Regions from separate parts of the Mus musculus genome. Here region 1 is linked to region 2. Evidence: chromatin contacts called from public promoter capture Hi-C data. All regions are on one chromosome and are shown on one strand. Each heading gives the region's core, a stretch centred on a gene start, on an enhancer-like site or on the middle of the called end of the contact. The rest is flanking DNA. Distances are from core to core; before and after follow the strand shown.

Region 1 (3,706 bases), core at 553-3,052, 260 kb after region 2:
CTCACACATACATGGTTCAAAAGGTAAAAATAGTAAATACACTGAAGAAGTTATATCATCTGAATAGTATACATACATATGAAGGAAATAGACCCAGATCCAATAGGAAAGACCTAACAACTCTCAAAGCTTGTTTTAGTCAACAATCGCACATAACTTTTAAAATTACATTAAATTATGTATAGTGGCATTACAAAGACATTTCTGTTCACCAGTTGGTTTAAAATACAAGTAGAGAAAATCTTGTTATCTGATCTGATTATAAAAAACATTATTAAACTTACACTGTAGCTTCAATCAACCTGGAAGAATTATTTTCATCCTAATATTTATTTTCAAGAGTGAAATTAGAAGTGCATAGTCCACTGGTCAACTTAAAGAATGAGCCATTGGTAATATATTTATAACTCTTGGAACATTTAATCCAGCTTGTGTAATTTCTAGAGTGTTCCACACAAATTGCATCAGGAGCTCTTAATATTGATGACACAATTCAGTTCCATAAGGAACTTTTGGAGGCCTTTGAAACTATTTGTTTACTGTTAGTTTTAGTTTTCACATTTAGGACATTTTATTCACTGTATATTTCTCACTATGGTGTGTGTGTTTAATTTGAGAATTAAATGAGGGGGGCTAGAGATGTCCCTCCAACTTTTATTTTGATAAAAATGTTCTTTATTATTCCATTAGATTTGCCAGAAAAAAATCTTGTGATAATAGGGCCTCCCCACACTCTGTATTTAGAGATTCTCTCCTTTCATGTTTTACAACTATAATAAAACAAACAAAATAAAACAAAAAGCTGGTAAAATGTGGCCAAAAATAAAAACACAAGGGGGAAAAAAACAAAATCAAAGATGAAACACTGATGTGCATGATATAAATGGGGGATAAGGTCAGACAGAATTGTGGAATTTTGGCTTTCTTTTGCTGCTGATAATCATTGAGCCCAGCTCGCACAAATTTAGGATGACTGGAATGTCTCCATTTCAGTAGCTTCCCTTTCTTGTGTACTAGGGACCTCTGGTGGCCACACTCAGTTTTGCAATCTTCGGGCTGGGCAGGTTTGCTCACCCCTCCCAGATTCCCCCAGACAATATGCCTTAGGTTCTATCAGCCAGCAGTTAGCAGTGGTTCTCAATCTGTGAGCTGTGACCCCCTTTCGGGGGTGGGGGGTGTCAAACGACCTTTTCACAGGTGTTGAATATCAAATATGCTGCATATCAGATATTTATGTTACTATTCCTAACAGTAGCAAAATTATAGTTATATAATTTAAGTAGTAATGAAAATAATTTTGTGGTTGGGGGGGGGTCCCCAGAGCATTAACTGTATTGAAGGGTTGTAGCAACCACTGCTAGCTGAAGAAGGGTTTACAAGTTTATTGACAGTACTGAGATCAGTACAGGTGGAACACTTACCTTGCCTTTCCAGACCACCTAAGAACTGATCACCCTGCATGAGGGATCCAGGTGAAGACGCCATGGATTCTGCTAGAATTTCAGGGTTCTTAGACTCTATAGGCTTCCAGAGGTTGATCCATCTGCTTACACCAGGCTCAGGACTGCCAAAATCTACAACTCTTCTCTCTGGTGATAAAGTCTGTTCCTTAGCTACCAAGGACACGAGTATGTTTCCCTGTGTACTTTTCTGCTTGAACCAAGCAAGCCTCCTGGTTTTTAGATTGGCAGCGTCAGGCTCTTCTTTCCCCAACTGTTCCTCAGATTTGTCTCCCAACCTGAGGCTGTGGCAGCACCTCCCCACATTCGTCTTGTGACTGTATTGCATAATTTCTTTCTGGACACACATGTGCACTTTGCACTGTGCGTGTGTGCATACCAGACAATACTAACTAGTCCACTGTGAAACACTTGGGCTCAGATTAAAGGCTATATGGTATGCTGTAAATTACAGTGTTTTTTTTTTTTTACTGTATATATAAAGTTTTCTGGTGTTGTAGAAGTATAATGGTTTAATTGTGGTTATTAAAGGCTTTTTAATATGTATTATAGTGCTTGACTTTTAATTGCTTTTGAATTGCAGACTTGAGTTTTATGAACTAATCATATTAAGTGAATTTGGGCTCGAGATAGGACAGAATTTGCAACAGCTCTTGAGATCAGCATGATATGGTTATAGATAAGAGTGGTTCAAATAGCTTCTAAAATGGCCCGAAACAGTCTTCTTTCAATTTTTAGCATTTAAATATGTATATATGCAAAGTCCTGTTCTCAGCATTAATGGTTATAAAATAAAAATATGAATCAACTCATCAACTGAGTCATCTCTCCAGCCCCCTGTAATGATTTTTTTTTTTGTTTTAAGACCAAGAATTCTGGAGCTTTCTTGCAGTCTTGTTTGTTTAGCTAGCTCCTTATTAATAAAGGCGGAGGCATGGGTGTAGGTGCAGATAACAGCCAAGGCTGCTGGCTCAGGCTTGTGATCCCAACTCCTCTGCAGGCTGAGGTAGGACAATTGTGAACTCCAAGGTAGCCTAGGCAAACTAGTGGGACTCTATCTCAAAACAAAACATAAAGAGGGATAGAGCTCTGGCTGAGCAGGCATCAGGTCTTAAACTCAATTCCCAGGATCACAAAACAGCAACTTTTTTTTTTTTTAAGAAGCAGACCATAGTTTTCTCCTTGTGATACTGTTGACTGGTTAGCTTTCAGGAGGCATCTCTTAAAGGATGGGACTGGTTAAAAATCTCTTCATGAACTTCTTGACAGAAACTGTAGTTAAAGAAATAAACAAAATTTATTATGAACTTAATAGGAGAATAAACTAGGAGTGGGCTTGAAGCCCCCTTTTCTCCATTTGATGGAAACTCAATACTGAAGTAGGCCTTGAAAGAGAGGAGAAATAGCATGCAAATCATAAGTACAGATTCACTGGTGTACACTCAGGTGTGCCTGGGATGTTGGTACATTGATAACCATCCCTGGGTAGGACTGGAAAGGGCCACCAGACTCTAGCCATCCCCCCTCTTGTTTGGTTTATATCAAGGTGAAATTGAAGTAAAAATGTACATCATGGGCAAAGAAGGCCTAGGAGATCCTACTCACTAGGTGGATGAAAGAAAGGAAGCAAACTGTACTGGGATTTTTGAGGGATAGAACAAACTTCTAGGTCTTTCTAAGGTCAGCAAAACTCACTTTCACCTCTGTTTTCTATTTCTTCATCCCAAGTGTGTGTCCTCTGCATAGATAGTATCAGTAGCCTGGAGCCATCCATGTAAGTGGAGTGAGATGGGAGAAGCCATTCGGATGGAGCCGGCTACTTCTCTGCTGTATTGAAGGATGCCTTCACTTAAGCTGCAGTGACTCAAAGGAGGCAGCAGTAGTAAGGACTGCCAGTATCCACTAAGTGGATTTATTCCCAGGACTTTGAAAGTTCTTACCTGAATGGTTTCATGTAAACCTCACATCTGAGCTGTGGATAACCAGTATTAGAATAAGCTTGGTTCAATTTCTAGTGCTACAAAAGAGAGAGCAAAGTCCTCACACGAACCCTCTGAGGCAGACACTATTGCTATTTCTTTTTTCACAAAGTCACACCAGGAGAGAGACATATTCTCTCTCTCTGTCTCTCTCTATCTCTCTCTGTGTCTCTGTCTCTGTCTCTGTCTCTCTCTCTCTATCTCTCTCTGTGTGTGTATGTGTGTGTGTGTGTGTGTGTGTGTGTGTGTGTGTGTGTGTGTGTGTGT
Region 2 (4,062 bases), core at 1,267-3,766:
CTCACAGGCACTTGTGCAGACAACATGGATGCTGTCCATCACCCCTTCAGAGCCTACAGCATTTCAATGACACTGGAGATTGAATATAGGGCCTTGAGTACGGTGGGCTAATGCTCTACCACCGAGCTGTATCTCTAGCCCTAGACTGTAGTTATTAAAGGCAGCCACCCACTCATTTTTGGCCATAACTTGCCTCACTCCCATGACTTTTTATCTTACGATCAAGCCGAACTTACTTCCTTTGCGTCCAGACTGCATCATCATACGACGGCGAACCGTGTCAAAAGGATAGGAAGTCAGGCCAGCGACAGCAGTGACAGACTGTGCAATCATCCAGCTGATGAAGATGTGAGTATTCTTGGGATCTGGGAGCATTCCTGAAAAATAAGAGATTAAAAAAAATCAAAATGTAGTTTTGCTGACCTATTTACTATAACCAACTAACATTTTATCTACCACAAGCTTCACACTTGAAGAATCTGGCTTCCTTCAGCAATTAAAAACAAAATGAGTGGTGGGCTTCTGTTATATTGGTGCAAGACCTTGCTACCCTGTCTTAAGGTGGATGGCTATGAATGGGTAGCCTGGTCTACATACTGGGTTCTAGGCTAGCCAGGGATACACAGTGAGACCCTGTCCCAAAGAGGAGGAAAAAATAGGAACCTGGGGTTTGGGGATACAGCTCAGCACTAGATTAGCATGCACAAGGCCCTAGGTTGAGTTCCTATAACTGCAAATAAGTACCCACATCTCCCACAGCCTCTAAGCAAATAGCAAACTTACCCTTTGCAGTGTCATAGATACCAAAGTAGGCAGCTCGGTAGATGATAATGCCCTGTACTGACACATTAAAGCCTTGGTACAGGCCCTTAATCCCATCAGATTTGTAGATCTTAACCAGGCAGTCACCAAGGCCTTTGAATTCCCTTTCAGCTCCAGCTTTGCCCACATCAGCTGCTAGACGGGTACGGGCAAAATCAAGAGGGTACACAAAGCACAAGGATGTAGCCCCAGCGGCACCACCTGATGCCAGGTTCCCTGCAAAGTAGCGCCAGAACTGGGTCCTCTTGTCCACACCACCCAGAAAGATCTGCTTGTATTTATCTTTGAAGGCAAAGTTGAGAGCCTGGGTGGGGAAGTATCTGATGACATTGGCCAGGTTCCCACGCCAGAAGGACAGGACTCCCTGTTCCTTGGGGATACGAACCACGCAGTCTATGATGCCCTTGTATTGCTTATCTGCCGTGATTTGCTTGCTGGCATGCTGCACCTGATGGATAGGAAGAAGGCAATAGGGACAGTTATAATCACAGAGAAGGGGAAAGGGAAGAACACACACATAAAATCGTTAAGGTTCGTTCCCCTTTCTCCAAATCTAGCTTTCAGAATCACATGAGCTGGACAATTCTAACTGCTGACACTACTGGGGGGCGTAGGGGAAGTGTTTAAGAATTGAGCAGCACCATCAGAAGTAGTAAGTCTCGACTTCTGTGAGTGAGGCACCCTCAAGCGTACCTATGACCTTTAGACCAGGAAGAAAGGTCATTCCTTCCAGATCAGGTTCAGAAGCATTAGGGTGGGACCTGCATAGGACACGGTCACCTTGGTGACCAGTCAACTTCTCTAGTCTCCGGAGCTGCTCCCTTTCCGCCCCACCCCCACTCCTGTCGGGAGGGGTGGCGGTGACGACGACTAAACGCTCGCCCGCGAGCGCCCCCTAGAGGCAGTGCGCGGCGAGCGCGCGGCAGGAAGGCTGGCGAGGGGCTGCGCGGGGGCGGACGTAGCCGGCACATGCTCTTCCCGGCGTCCACTTCCGGCCTGCCGGCCGGCGAGCCCACACCGCGTTGTTCGCCGGCTGCGTGGCCGCAGAACCGGTCCGCGTGGCCTGCCCAAAGCTGTAATCTCCTTGCCGTGACCTTGAGGTTTTCGGTCAGGCCAGGTACTCTGTTTTCCAGCGCCTGCTTTCAGGCCTATTGCCCTTGCCTCTAAATCCGGGCTAGACAGAGCCTCTCGGGCAACCCCATCCTAGTTCTCTGTGCCGGGGATGGCCCTGAGCGCCTCTGGTCCCTCTGGTCCCGACCACTTGCGACACTCAAACTCCAGGTCCTTAAAGGCGCCTTCCTCCCGGTTGCCTTTCGATCTGACACTGGCTAGGCCCGGCCTTCACCTTGCCCCCAAATCTAAAGACTGAGCCCCACTTTTCCGCTAGGGTACCCCCTTTCTGTGCAGATCCTTTACTTCCTGCCTGGGCCCCTCGATCTCAGAACGTACCTGCAGCAGCAGCTTGACCCTCTCGATGGGTGCTACCGCTGTCTTGGAGATGGCTGCGGCCACTCCACCGGCCAAGAAGTCCTTGGCGAAGGACACAGCGGCATCTGTCATGTTGAAAGCAAAAAAAGAAGAGGCAGGCGAGTGCGGGACAGGGCTGGGTTGACAACCGGCTTTGACTCCCGGGCTCTGGGGCGGAGCAAAGCAAATGGCCGACTTATATAGCGGCAGCCAGGCGGTGAGCTGCCGGCGTAAGGGGCGGGCCAAGGCGGGCGCCCAGTACTGGCGCGCGGAATGGCAGAGCTGCTGAGTGGCTCGGGACACGCGGGAGGAGCCTGGGAGGTCGCCCTGTCAGCCTCGCTTGCCCTTGGCACCTGATCAGGCCAGAGTAAGAAAAGGCTGCAAGGAGTACCTACAACTGGGGGACCTGGACCCTAAGAAGTGTCAGGGAATAGCGAGGAAGGGTGAAGATAAGTGCCCAAACGACAAGACAAGCAAAACAAACAAACAAACAAACAAACAAACAAACAAAAAACAAGAAAAACCAACCCAGGCCTAGGGTGAAGACGATTCAGACAGACAAAACCTCCCCAAACTTAAGGAATCGAGATAAATATCTAATGGTATGTTAATCGATTTCATTCAAACACACTTAAGGTCTGCAGTTCACTCACCCATTTTTGTAACGAAAATTAATTGTAGAACCAGGACTGGAATTACAGTGAGGTACATGAACCAAGGTCATACTAGTACAGGATGGGATCCCTGTCTGTCAAGTTCTTAACATTAACAATCCAAGGATTTTTGCATTGGTTTTGAGTTTTTAAAACATCACATTATACATGAAATTCATTTATCTTGGTGGCTGAGGGGTTCTGTGTCAAGTTCTGTGAACTTCACTACCTAGACCTGACACTGCTTTGAACAATGTCTTCAGAGCCAGAGAAAACTGAGGTACCTACCAGCAGGATGCGATCCCGGCAGCATACCCCAGACTGAGGTACCTACCAGCAGGGTGCGATCCTGGCAGCATACCCCAGACTGGTTTGCAAATAGCTTAACAAAGATCTTTCAGGGAATTGGCCTTGGAAAGTCCAAAGGACAGACTCAAGGTGAGGAAATCATTTTAATTGGAAGCCAAATACAGAGCACACCCAGAAGGATAAGAGGCTGAAAAGGTTAACATTGCAGTTGGCAGTTGACTCCAGACACCAAGTAAAGTGCTCTTCGATTGTTAGATTGCTGAACTCCCACGGTAGTGGCAATGGACCTGTGTTCCCTGAGCCCCTTAATGCTGAGCCGAGTAAATATTTGCTACAAACGACCTGAAGATCAGGAATCCTCCCTCATGTTCAGGACAGAAGCAGATAATGTGATCACCAAACTGCTTTCTAAACAACCAGTGTTTATTTTATAGAAATAAAGGCGTCAGTTGAAAACTTAGCTGCATCTGACCCATAGGTGTCCAACCTTCAAAATTCCCAAAGGTGAAATGCCAGTGTACCTGTCCATGCTTAAGACATAGTAGATGTTTTAGTTAGGGCTTCTTTGATTTCTGTGATAAAACACCGTGACCCAAAACAACTTCAGGAGAGAGGGCTTATTTCATCTCTTTTTTTAAGGTTTACTTGTGATATGTAAATATACTGTAGCTGTCTTCAACACACCAGAAGAGGGCATCAGATCTCATTACAGATGGTTGTGAGCCACCATGTGGTTGCTGGGATTTGAACTCAGGACCTCTGGAAGAGCAGTCAGTGCTCTTAACCGCTGAGCCATCTCCGCAGCCCAGGC

What was found. Promoter capture Hi-C pulls out the DNA fragments that hold promoters and counts their contacts.
Region 1: a contact with region 2 is called in a promoter capture Hi-C map of liver, with 2.3 times the contacts expected there. The contact joins the enhancer-like site here to the promoter of Slc25a5 in region 2. A contact is called at or near these places in 6 of 39 promoter capture datasets (the 3T3-L1 cell line, 3T3-L1-derived adipocytes, frontonasal cranial neural crest and 3 more) and 2 of 115 datasets of contacts at active chromatin or transcription factors (pro-B cells and stem cell-derived neural progenitor cells).

The regions. Positions count from the first base shown.
Region 1 is chrX:36,532,052-36,535,757 of GRCm38.p6, reverse strand. No RefSeq gene overlaps it. Among named protein-coding and RNA genes, the nearest start is that of Gm14569, 41 kb to the right of the region's middle. Within about 2 kb of position 1,802, at least 3 of the 459 cell types and tissues checked have an H3K27ac peak or open chromatin away from gene starts, as enhancers often do. A contact at or near this core is called in liver, where this site is marked.
Region 2 is chrX:36,794,051-36,798,112 of GRCm38.p6, reverse strand. It overlaps Slc25a5 (solute carrier family 25 (mitochondrial carrier, adenine nucleotide translocator), member 5), which reads right to left and starts at 2,516. Exons shown (of 4, transcript NM_007451.4): 1 at 2,272-2,516; 2 at 784-1,270; 3 at 237-377. The coding sequence starts at 2,382.